Linked DNA regions of Mus musculus: all the other regions are linked to region 1. The links are chromatin contacts, called in public promoter capture Hi-C maps. All regions are on one chromosome and are shown on one strand. Each heading gives the region's core, a stretch centred on a gene start, on an enhancer-like site or on the middle of the called end of the contact. The rest is flanking DNA. Distances are from core to core; before and after follow the strand shown. Region 1 holds the start of Tmc3 (transmembrane channel-like gene family 3). Region 2 overlaps Il16 (interleukin 16). Region 3 overlaps Il16 (interleukin 16).

Region 1 (3,715 bases), core at 723-3,222:
GCAAAAGGCACACACTGTCAATCATTCAAGCATTCAGAACGATGCACCTGCATTTTCACTTTCTGCCCCATCTCTGGAGTCCAGAGCAGTAGAACCCTGAAGGATAGGGGTTCACACACAGGACCGTAAGGACCAACTGTCAAGAGCCTCGTCCACATGTCCCTAGCAGAAGTCTGGGGACTTCAAACCATAGAAACCACAAAGAGCACCCTACAAATGACATTATGTGAAATACTTTTATTTAAATTTATTGCACACTTCAAAATAGCCAGAAATTGGGATTTTCTAATGTTCCTAACACAAGGAAATGCTAAATACTTCAGACCACAGGTTTGCTCATTAGTCTAATTTGGCTCTGTTTACACTTTATTGTATATCACCATAATACACAATACCTTTAAATATGTACAATCTTGTGTCAATTAAAAATAATTTAAAGTTAACATTATTTTAAAATTCATTTTCTCAATAGCCACAGTAACATATTAAAACAAATGTAAGGAGAGAATTAAGAGTTCTCTTTTGCCTCTCACCAGTTTTTACTTGTGGCCAATAGAAGGAGTTATTGCTATAATAAATTAAAAGAAAAATAAATGAAAAATAAATGAACAAATGAATGAGACCCTCTCCCATTCCCACACTTTGTGGTTGTCTGTGCCTTCCTTCTGCTCTGTTGTCTGGGGCACTGCCCTGACCTCTGCTCATGTAGAGTTCTTAATGTGGGCAAGACAGAGTGTTCAGCAGAGCTGAGCCATGCTTTCTAGCACTGCATTAGCCTGCTCAGCTACACACAAGTGTGTTAACTCCCTGCAAGCAGCCAGGGCTCTGGGTGTTCACTAGCAAACAGGTTTGTAATTCCCAAGTGCACCAAAGGCCTTGGCCGGGGATAAGATGTTTGGCTAAAAAGCCAGTGTACAGCTAACAAAGGAAACATGCAGGCGATAAGGGAATGGGCCCCATTTGGCCTTTGTATGGGCAAGATGCCACATTTTCTAAAGCTATACATTTTTTGACCTCCAACATACATGGATTTCCAGAGTCTTGTTTTCTAAGCATTTCTGAGAGAGAGAGAGAGAGAGAGAGAGAGAGAGAGAGAGAGAGAGAGAGAGAGAGAGAGAGAGAGAGAGAGAAACGAGAACCATGTATAGAGGATAGAAGAGGTTCCCTGGAGCTTGAGTTAGAGGTGGTTAGTGGGCTGAACTTAGGTCCTCTGCAAGAGTAGCAAATTCTTTTAATTTATGGGACATTTCTCCAGCCCTGAGATGAAAATAAAATAATATGAAATAAATAAAAATCTTAATTTTTCTCAAACTCAGCTTTATGGGTCATTATGCATACTGATATGTCCATACTTAATACATGTAAGACTAGAACTAAAGTAATCCCGTTTTTTGTTACTAGAACATGGAAGTCTTGAAGGTTGAAACATCATTATTTCTAGAGTTTACTGGTTTCTAAGCATTTGTTAGGTAGCAGGTAGGTAGGTAGCAGGGAAAACATGGGTGGTACTGAGACAACTGTGGCAACATGTAAATGGTTAATGCTTGAAAGTAGCCAGAGGTTCATGGTACTGTGATGTCAACATTTCTGTAAGCTTGACATCTTTCAAAGTACAAAATCAAAAAGATGTAGAGGGAGAAAAGAATAGAGTGCTATTGTCTGTGCCTGGATAGGCAGTGCACTTGCTGTCTCTAAGTCTCTTCTGGAGAGACCCACCACACCCTGCCTCCTATGCTCCTAAAGTGTTTAGCAACTGCCAGCTGTAGTCAGATGTAGAGGAGTTTGCAAGTCTTTGAGCCCTGTCTGGGCACAAGAGATTACTGATGGACTTTAGGAAGAACCAAGACAGCCCTAGGCTACTGGGCCACGCCTCCAACTGTCCCGATCTTAGCCAATCAATGTGAACACACCCACCTCACTGTTACATATGTATGACCCTGGCTGCCCTCCTGGTTTTTCTGCCCTGAGCACCAGATGCAGGCAGACATTTGCTCCTGTTTCTGAAGGAGGAGAGCAGGTCAACTCTGCAGGCCTCTTTCAGACAGCTCATTTGGAACAGAACCCTGCCTGCAAAATCAAGGCTTTCCAATTCCCTGGCTATCCCTAGGGACCATTGGCTACAGACCAGGCCTCATGAAAACCTCAAAGGCATCCCAGCGCTACAGAAGCATTCGGAGAAACGCCAGCCAGTGTTATCTCTACCAGGACTCCCTGCTTCTTGGGTGAGTGCCTTGCTGGGTTCTCCAGTGCAGAAACTTACTTCTCTGGGGTCATGAGGAACTGGGGTGGCGACCACAGCAATGCTCAGAGAGGAAGACAGTTGCAAGCTCCCAGCTCCAAAGCCTGTATCCTGCACTTATTTTGTTGCCTGCCAATTCCACACATGGGCTTCATCTGCTTCTCCCTGCTTCCTCAATTGCTAGCGTCGGAAGAGAGCAGACAAGCCATCTGCTGCCTCTGATAAATCAGGTGTCTGCTGGAAAACGCTTCTGAGCACGGGGATGTGGGCGGGGATGAGAACTGAACGTCTTAGGTGTGTTTCGGGAAGATTTTCTGTTAAATACTGAAACCTCCTCTAACTCTAGAGAAATTTTCCTTTGAGGAAATAAAAGACTTCCTGATCAAAATGAGAGGAAATGTGTTCTTTTGCAAAAGCCATAGGTTACTCATCTCCTTAAAAAAATATTGAGTTACATATTTAGAATTACTATGGAAGAAAGTCCCTGTTAAATGTTGAAAAATTGTTCTACACAGTAGCTATGCCCTAAGGAGTTTGCCCAATGCAGTCATTTAACGCATTTTGTTGTTGTTGTTGTTGTTGTTGTTGTTTGTAAAAACCACTGCCTGCCTCACCTCTTATCTTGTGTTTAAAATGAACACAACAGAGAGGCATCTCCAGGCAACACAGGCCACATGTTTGTTTCTTTTACCTTTAGAGTGGGAGAAAGAGGAATTGTGTCTCCAAGCTTTGCTCCTCACCTCAGTGAGCCTATAGATGACATTGTGTCCCTTCTCAAAACTACTGTTCCTCAAAAATGGAATCAAATGTGGGAATTCCTCTTCTCCTCTCTCCTTTGCTGTCGTTTGCCATGAGAACTTATTCCTTTTCACTGACCACTGAAGTAATAGAATCTACAAATGAGTTTCTAAGGACTGCTGACATTACCAAATTCTGTCAGTCTATGGACACAAACACACACACACACACACACACACACTACAGATGACCCTGGGACAGTGAGATGCAGAAGTTACACAAGAAAGATGCCCTTTGCTGAAAGCAATTCTGTAATCAGATTTCCTCCATGATTCCCCTTTTCCACCCAGTAACTCCGATGACAGCTTTAATGCTGATGAAACGGGAGACAGCAGTGATCCGGAACAAATCTTCCAGAATATACAGTTTCAGAAAGATCTCATGGCAAATATCCGCTGCAGACCCTGGACCATGGGGCAGAAACTGCGGGCACTGAGGTAAGGAAGGGCCTACACAGCATTCACTAATAAGAGTTTTGATTCAAGAACTGTGACCATCCTGCATCTCACTCAGAGAAGTTCCAAAGATGCTTGATGGGACCATCTAGACATAGCTGTTATAGTGCCTGTGAATATGTGCGCGCGTGTGTGTGTGTGTGTGTGTGTGTGTGTGTGTGTGTGTGTGTATGTGGTTTGTGTGTGAGGGTGTGTGAGTGTGGGTATTGTGTGAGTGTGTGAG
Region 2 (3,715 bases), core at 549-3,048, 100 kb after region 1:
GTCTCAAAGAAAATAAAAATTTAGATTAAAAAAAAGGAAAAGAGAGAGTTCAGGCCAGCCTGGCCTATACAGTATGATCCTGTCTCAAAGAGTCAAAACAAACAAAATAGGTTAATTTTTTTTTAAATAAAAGGAACTAAAAGGAAATGGAATAAATTGGTTTAATTTTATTAATATTTTTTCTGTTCTCTAGTCTAAGCTATGTGCCATCAACATACAAACAATATATAAAAATATTAATGAGATATTCATGTTGTATTTTTTTTCTCATACTTAGTCAACCAGGCATGTCCTCTAAAGTTTCTGTGTTCTCCACAGTGAACTGCCATGTGTTCAGGAGTCATATGTGGCCAGTGCCTTGGCAGAGGGGTTCCGGAGGCCCAGGGAGGGACAATGTTTCCCTAGCATCCTTCAGGTTGAGTAAGTGGAGATCCCAACCCTCCATACCAAGGACATAATGATCGGTGGCTCACAGGAAATTCAATATGCATCAAGGTTGGAGATTCCTTCCTGGAGGGGCAAGGACTAGGAAAGACTTGTTTATAAACAAAAGAAAGGAAGTGACTAGTCAGGTAGGGTCAGGATGAGGCTTCCTGAGGACATAAGATGCCTAAAGACCATTGAGAACAGAGGTAGAGGCACAATGGAAAGAGGGAGATTTGGTTCTTGAATGCTCTGAAAGAAGCTAGAAAAAACTTCTCCCTGCCAAGATGGTTGCTTCCAGAAGTCTTTTCGGAAACACTGATCCTCTGTAACTTGTAGGGACCAATTGCTCCCAGATGGGCCAGGAGGGAGAAGCCTGGGGAAGACAGGATGCTTAGCCAGTAGCCTGAGGTCATCTAGTCCGAATCTGCATACGCACTACATTTATGTAAGTGTTGAATAGTAGTGTAGATCCTACACCCATCCTACCCACTGATGGGGCCTGGGCAACTCTCCTCATGATACAGCCAATTATCAGAGGCTTTCAGGAGCCCTGCTCTACTTATTATTAGTGAGCAGACAAAGGCTCAGTGGCTTCATTGCAATAAATAAATCTAGAATATAATCCAGACCTCTGGGTCCTGGGCTTTCCCATGACCACGACCTACACTGAATGAAGGAGAGGAAGAGAAATAAGTACAAATGAATTTGAAATGAGAGACAGCACATTAATGACAGCCATGGGCAAGCCACTGAGCTAGGATCTGCCTCTCCTGACCCAGGCAGCCACTGTGCTTCCAGGTGCTCTGCCCCTTACATGGACTCAGGCCTGTATAAACAGAGGACAGAGCAGGGCACGGTTGATTCTCTAAAGCGTGGTTAAGAAATCCAATGTTCAATATTAATTTAACCGAGAGTTTGATAAATTAATAAGACGATGATAACCCAAGTAGAAAACCAACAAGAGTCACCAAAGTATGTACTAAATAAATGAAGAAATCTTTCCATTTGTCTAAAGAGCTCTGTCTTCCAGCTGTTTTATAAGGCAATGTGCAAGTCATAGCTTGCATAAGAAACCAAAGGCACACTTACACAAACAGCCAGATGTGCTGGGGTCCTGGAGGCCATTACCTGCAGAGGTCTTACGGGCACAGGGAGGAAATTGGGCAGGTATCACTTGTTCTGACTGAGCCACATCTAGGGAAGACAGGCCACTTGGGTGATGGACAGTCAGGGTACCAGGAAAGCAGTACCTACAAGGGTCTGTCCTATAGCCAGTCACCCACTAATGCTCTCAGTAACTGAACTCAGCTGGGAGGTGGGTGGCACTGTCTGAGAGATCAGCTCCCAGGACCCCAGCATGGCTGAGATTATGAACATGTTGCCTGTGCAGTCACCAGGGCCTGCGGCCAGAAGACTCCCAGCTTGGTTTAATGCTGGGCTGTTGCCACTTTGAAATTCTTAATAATTTTGAACAGGGTCTCTTTGTTTCATTTTAGACAGAGCCCCGACAAAGTGTGTAACTGGTCCCAGATGCAAAGCAAAGCAGAGAAGCAGAAACAGGGAAGAGAGAGAAGGCTGTGCGACAAATATTAAAAAATAAAAATAATTCAGTGTGAAGAAGTAGGTGTTCATGTTTGCTGCTGGAGGAGTGTCAGGCTAAAGTGTGGCCACAGTTCTTAAGCTGTATCGACCTACTGTTTAAGCCAAAAGTCAACTCCTAGGTCGTTACATTAACAAGAAACCAAGTCACACAAGCCTCCAAATGGGTCCTAATTCATTTAAGGATGGCTGACAGTGACATAGAATAATGAGGCTCAGAGAGTCAAGAAACCTTCCTAAAGTCACTGAGATAATCACTTCCAAAGAAGCTAGATGCCAGCCCAAGCACACTCGCCCTGGAATCTGCTCTCTTTTGTTTTGCTTTGGAGTTTTGTTTTGTGTTTTTTGCTTTGGTTTTGTTGTTTCTTTGGTTGGTTTGGTTTTTGTTTGTTTTGTTTTGATTTGTTTCTGAGACAGGAACTGCTGTAGCCCAGCCTGGCCTCACATTCCTGAGCATCCTACCTCTACACCCCACATGGTGGGACTCTAGCTATAAACCACACACTTGGCTTTCAACCTATGTGGCTGTCACACAGTGTTCACGGAGAATAATTGCTTCAAGGAATCCCTGCAGATACCAGAATAAGTAGTGCTTTTCCATGTTTTGTATAAACTTACTGCATTATCATCACATAATAGATGCATAGACATGCACTTCTTATGCTGGACTGTTTAGAAGACAGCGAGGAGAAGAATCTACACATTTTCTATACAAATGTAATTTTTTTTCAAGTATTTCCCATTTGCAGATATGGAGGCTAACAGGGTTACCCTTTAGAACCAACATGGGTGCAGATAAAATTTAATGTATCAAGTAAACAATATGAATTATGCTAGTGAGAGACTAATATAGTAATTTATATCTACATATTATATATAATCTCTATATAATATGTAATGCAAATATCTAAGAAGAGAGAGTTGGTTAGTAGATTGTAATGTTCATATAGTTAAATAGTGTGTTTCCACTAAAAGAAAAAATAGTGTTTAGAACAGAATTTCCAGTGACTTGTGCATAGGAGTTTTCTGAAGTCACATGGGAAGAGTATGGAATTAACTGAAAACATTAGCAGAGATCAGTATTAGCATGGCTAGTATTATGTTTCACTGTAGTCTTAATTTCTTCATTCTTCTGATTCTATTTACAGTAATCAAGAGTCCTGAGGTCTTCCAGCCTCAGGCCCTATCATATCACTGATAAGGCAACATAGGTCATAGGGAGGGACAGAAAGAAGCTAGCTCAGCCAGCAGCTAGAGGAGCTGCTCTGCTCATTTCTTTCTTTGTTTCTTTCCTTGCTTCTTTCTTCCTTCCTTCCTTTCTTTCTCAGCATGTCACCCAGGAAGAACTGATCACAGAGGCATGGTAAGGCAAATGATAACCTCTCCAGCTGTCTGGGAAGCACACTCGTGAAAAATATTCTCTGAGAAACAAACAGCTCCCATCTTGGTTTATACTTGAAAGACCAGGGAAGAGCCAGTCTTAATCTCCCTCACAGCACTGGCTGTCCTGCTAGTTCTGATATTCAGGAGCAGTTAAACTCCTGTAGTGGTTTGAATGATAATGGCCCCTATAGGCCCATGTAAATCCATAGGTCTCCAGGTGATGGTGCTGTTTGGGAAGGTGTAGGAGCTGAGTCCTTGTGATGGACATTTGTAACTGGAGGCGGGTTTGAAAGTTTAAAATCTCTCA
Region 3 (3,715 bases), core at 737-3,236, 75 kb after region 1:
CTTTGTGTGATATATCAACACATTTGTTTACATGTGTATATATAGTATTGGCTAAATCCAACATGCTCTCATATAAACATGTGCTTTACTTCTGAGACTCTATGGCTTGGGTTAATAGTATACATTCTATGTCATCTGTTTTCCTGAAAAAACTTTTTTTCTGATTTTTTTTATTTAACTTTTCTTTAGAGCAGAGAAATATTCCATTTTGTGGCTATCCCTTTCTTCTCTTCTCTTCTCTTCTCTTCTCTTCTCTTCTCTTCTCTTCTCCTCTCCTCTCCTCTTCTCTTCTCTTCCTTTTTCTCTCCTTTTTCTTCCTCATGTGTACTTGTATGTATGTGTCCTTGTTCCTGTGAGTATATGGGTGTAGAGGCCAAAGGGACTTCAGGTGTTGTTCCTCAGAAACTACATACCTGTGTTTTGAGATGGTCACTCGCTGGTTCAGAGTGCCCCAAATAGGCAAAGCTGGCTGGCTACCAGCCCCAGGGATTTGCCTGCCTCTGCCTTTCCATGTTGGTCTTGTGATGTTGTTTTTGATGTGGGTTCTTGGACTGGGCCAGGACCTTATGGTTCTCTGGAGCTCCTTTATTGATTAGTTGTCTTCTCAGAACCCACATTTTACCTTTTAATCAACACCTCTTACGTTGCATTATCTTTGGAAAAGGTCTTTTAAATTAATCCCAAACTTAATTTGATTTCTACACAAAATTTATTCAGGCAAATGTTCCCTGGCTCAGCACTTGGTGAATGAGGGGAGAGGGAGGAGGTAAGGCAAGAGGATGAGAGATGGGGACTAATCAGAGAATACAAAATCATTTTCTTAAATGTGAGTGGTATTTTAAGACAGTGTGGGTGCCCACAGAGCTCCCACAGAGGCCGGATTGGGCATCAGATCCACAGGAACTGGAGTTACCGGTGATTACTAGCCTCCGTGTAAGTGCGGGAATGGAGCTTGGATCTTTTAGAAGAGCAGCCAGTGATCCTGAGTCATCTCTCCAGGTTCATGGGAAGTATCTTGAAGGTCATTTGGGTACAGGAAATTGGGTTACCTTCAGTTACATTAAATGTAACCTGTCGTACATATCTGCTTGAGAAGGGTCTTAGGACCCTAGAGAGAAAAGACTACAGACAGAAACAAGAGAAGAAGGTAGGAAAAAAGAAGGGAAGAGGGAGAAAAGGGAGAGAGAAGAAGGGTTGAAAATGGAATCACAGGCAATAAGATCCATTGAGAAAGGTCTGGGAGTGGCCAAGGCTGTTAAGAATGGTGTAGAAGGTCAACTGCTTCCTGTTTTCTGTCAGACTAGAAGCCTGTCTTTGTGATCTCTCTGCCAGCACAACAATGCTCTGTTGGTTGAGTGAATAAGTTACAGAAGGGTCTACTGGCCATGTGGGATGATGCAGAGAGGACAAAAGAGCAGCCACAGAACGGCCTTTGTGTTAGTGTGGACCATATTGCTGGTGTGAACAGGGAAGGAAGCCAAAGGCAGGGCAGATTGCTCAAGATGTGGGATGCTGAACAGAGAAATCAGAGAGAGAGATAGAGAGAGAGAGAGAGAGAGAGAGAGAGAGAGAGAGAGAGAGAGAGAGAGAGAGAGAGAGTGCACATGCTCGCACATACATGTGTTTATATTTGTCTGTGTGCTGTCTTAAATACCTTGGCTCCTTGCCTGGCCTTCCCTACAGAACACCTGCTTCCTCCCCTGGCTGTCTTACTTGGCAATGCTCCTTGCCCGACATGTGGCCCCACCCAATCAGGAAGCCAAAGAGATTCATCAAGGCACCTGTTCTCCTTTCCTGGGTCTGCAGGAGGAAAGCAAAATGTCTACCCTTTCAACATTTCCTTCTGGTTTGCCTTCTAGATTCTGCCTCAGATCCAAATGAAGTGTTTGCTGAAGGGGGAGTCAGGGAAACACATTCACAGGATACCCCGCCCTCTCTGGTTGCTAGTCAGCCCGGCACGTTCAGCTGCCTGAAAGTCTGTACTTCCTGTTTGGTAACACAGCTCCTCCTTCACTGTGTCTTCACCAAGGAACTCAAGAATTTCCTTCCCCATCCACCTCACTGAAGCTTGTCAATGGGCAGTTTGACAAATCTCCTGCTTTCTTCTAGGGGATTTCCAGAGGCCTTACTTCACCCCTAGCAGCCTTCACTGCACGCCTCAGCAACACAAACTTAAGTAAGTTCTTCTTCTGTGAAACTGGGAATCTCACCCTCAGACCCGGGGAAGGATGAACTAAAACAACGTGCGTGAACATATCTAGCATAATGCCTATGGTGGTTTGAGTAGGGACAGCCCTCATAGAGTTGTGTGTTTAAGTGCTTGGCCAATAGGCACTGGCACTAGTAGGGAGTGTGGCTTTGTTAGAGTAGTTGTGGCTTTGTTGGAGGAAGTATGTCACTGTGGAGGCGGGCTTTGAGGTCTTATATGCTCAAGCTATGCCCAGTGTGGCAGTCTCCTTCTGCCTGTAGATCAAGATGTAAAACAAAGCCCCTCCAGAACCATGTCTGCCTACCTGATGTCATGTTTTCCACAATGACAGTAATAGATTAAACCTCTGAAATTGTAAGTCCAATTAAACGTCCTTTATAAGAGTTGCCATGGTCTTGGTGGCTCTTCACAGTAATAGAAACCCTAAAACAGTGTCCTTTGTTGAAAGGGCTCAAGTTTCAGCAGCTGCCTTCCTGTCTACCTACCATCCTTTGGGTGTAAAGCTAGAGGAAGAAGCTCCAAGAGAAGTTATGGTGCTGGAGTCTTCAATATACGGAAGGGAAGATCTAAGTCTCACAACAGCCTGTAGAGGGAGCCACTCAAAAAGCCCAAAGTAGCAGCTAAGGACACCTAGACTTAGAGAGGATGGTTTCCGAGTCTCCCCACCTCCAGAAGGCAAAGTTAATTTCTCGCGAACATCTTGTACTCCCACAAGCAATCATTCTCCCTCTGCTTTAGCTATTGGGGTGACTACTTGTGGTTAGCAGAGCATCTCAGATTCCTGGACTCAGCCTCCCCACCACAAAGTAACCCTGCTGCTGATACACCAGCGCGTGAGCCATGTGACCCGCGAGTGTTACTGCCAACAGTTGGCAGGCCCGGAACTTCCGGTTTGGTTCTGCGAAGCTTCATATGTCTCTGCACAGTGAGCTTAAAGAGAGTGCTTCTCTATGCCAGAGTACAGGAAGCCTGCAGACATTTCTAATGCTCAAGGGCAGCAGCTTTGCATGTTGCAGGGGACACACGTCCCACTGAGCACACCCTCCTACCTGGCTGCAGGTGGGCAAGGTGTGCCCAGAAGGGTCTGTGACCTTCTCTTTCTCCTCCAGTTTCTTCTGAGGCTCGCTGTCATTTTTAAAGTATTTTCTGGGTGGAGGCTTGGGTTTGGAGGATGTCGGCTTTCTCACCAAAATCTCAAAAGATTTCTTCAGTCTCAGTGGTGGGTGGCTCTCTCTTTCCAAGCTCTCAGGAAGGGGTGGGCTCTCCTGCTGAGGCCTGGATGGGACCCCTGGGCACGGCTCTTGCTCCTCCCCTGGGGACAGGCTGGGACTGTGTGTGCTGCCTTCCCTCTCAGAAGGCTGTGGCTCCGCACCTGCACTGCAGGGACTTCCCCCTGGTGACCCAGACATGTAGCTGCTGTCACTGCTGGATCGGACCATGATCTTCTGGGCCCTTCGATGTGGGGGCGCTGAGTGCTTCTCACGTTCTTTCTCCAAGGTAGGCCGC

Evidence for each region. Promoter capture Hi-C pulls out the DNA fragments that hold promoters and counts their contacts.
Region 2: a contact with region 1 is called in a promoter capture Hi-C map of hippocampal neurons, with 2.1 times the contacts expected there. The contact joins the enhancer-like site here to the promoter of Tmc3 in region 1. A contact is called at or near these places in 6 of 39 promoter capture datasets (frontonasal cranial neural crest, hippocampal neurons, liver and 3 more), 1 of 15 datasets of contacts at CTCF or cohesin (the NIH/3T3 cell line), 36 of 484 Hi-C or Micro-C datasets (the AML12 cell line, B cells, the BV-2 cell line and 27 more), 6 of 115 datasets of contacts at active chromatin or transcription factors (acute myeloid leukemia, bone marrow-derived dendritic cells, double positive thymocytes and 3 more) and 4 of 9 other capture datasets (adipose tissue, liver, macrophages and 1 more).
Region 3: a contact with region 1 is called in a promoter capture Hi-C map of liver. The contact joins the enhancer-like site here to the promoter of Tmc3 in region 1. A contact is called at or near these places in 9 of 39 promoter capture datasets (the 3T3-L1 cell line, 3T3-L1-derived adipocytes, the C10 cell line and 5 more), 1 of 15 datasets of contacts at CTCF or cohesin (the NIH/3T3 cell line), 52 of 484 Hi-C or Micro-C datasets (3T3-L1-derived adipocytes, the AML12 cell line, B cells and 37 more), 6 of 115 datasets of contacts at active chromatin or transcription factors (CD8 T cells, acute myeloid leukemia, bone marrow-derived dendritic cells and 3 more) and 5 of 9 other capture datasets (adipose tissue, bone marrow-derived macrophages, liver and 2 more).

The regions. Positions count from the first base shown.
Region 1 is chr7:83,582,959-83,586,673 of GRCm38.p6, forward strand. It overlaps Tmc3 (transmembrane channel-like gene family 3), which reads left to right and starts at 1,973. Exons shown (of 23, transcript NM_177695.4): 1 at 1,973-2,222; 2 at 3,328-3,474. The coding sequence starts at 2,134.
Region 2 is chr7:83,684,078-83,687,792 of GRCm38.p6, forward strand. All of the region lies in intron 3 of Il16 (interleukin 16), which reads right to left. Among named protein-coding and RNA genes, the nearest start is that of Il16, 46 kb to the right of the region's middle. Within about 2 kb of position 1,799, at least 16 of the 459 cell types and tissues checked have an H3K27ac peak or open chromatin away from gene starts, as enhancers often do.
Region 3 is chr7:83,657,540-83,661,254 of GRCm38.p6, forward strand. It overlaps Il16 (interleukin 16), which reads right to left. Exons shown (of 19, transcript NM_001360087.1): 12 at 3,259-3,715. Among named protein-coding and RNA genes, the nearest start is that of Stard5, 27 kb to the left of the region's middle. Within about 2 kb of position 1,987, at least 149 of the 459 cell types and tissues checked have an H3K27ac peak or open chromatin away from gene starts, as enhancers often do. A contact at or near this core is called in B cells, the BV-2 cell line, CD4 single positive thymocytes and 17 more, where this site is marked.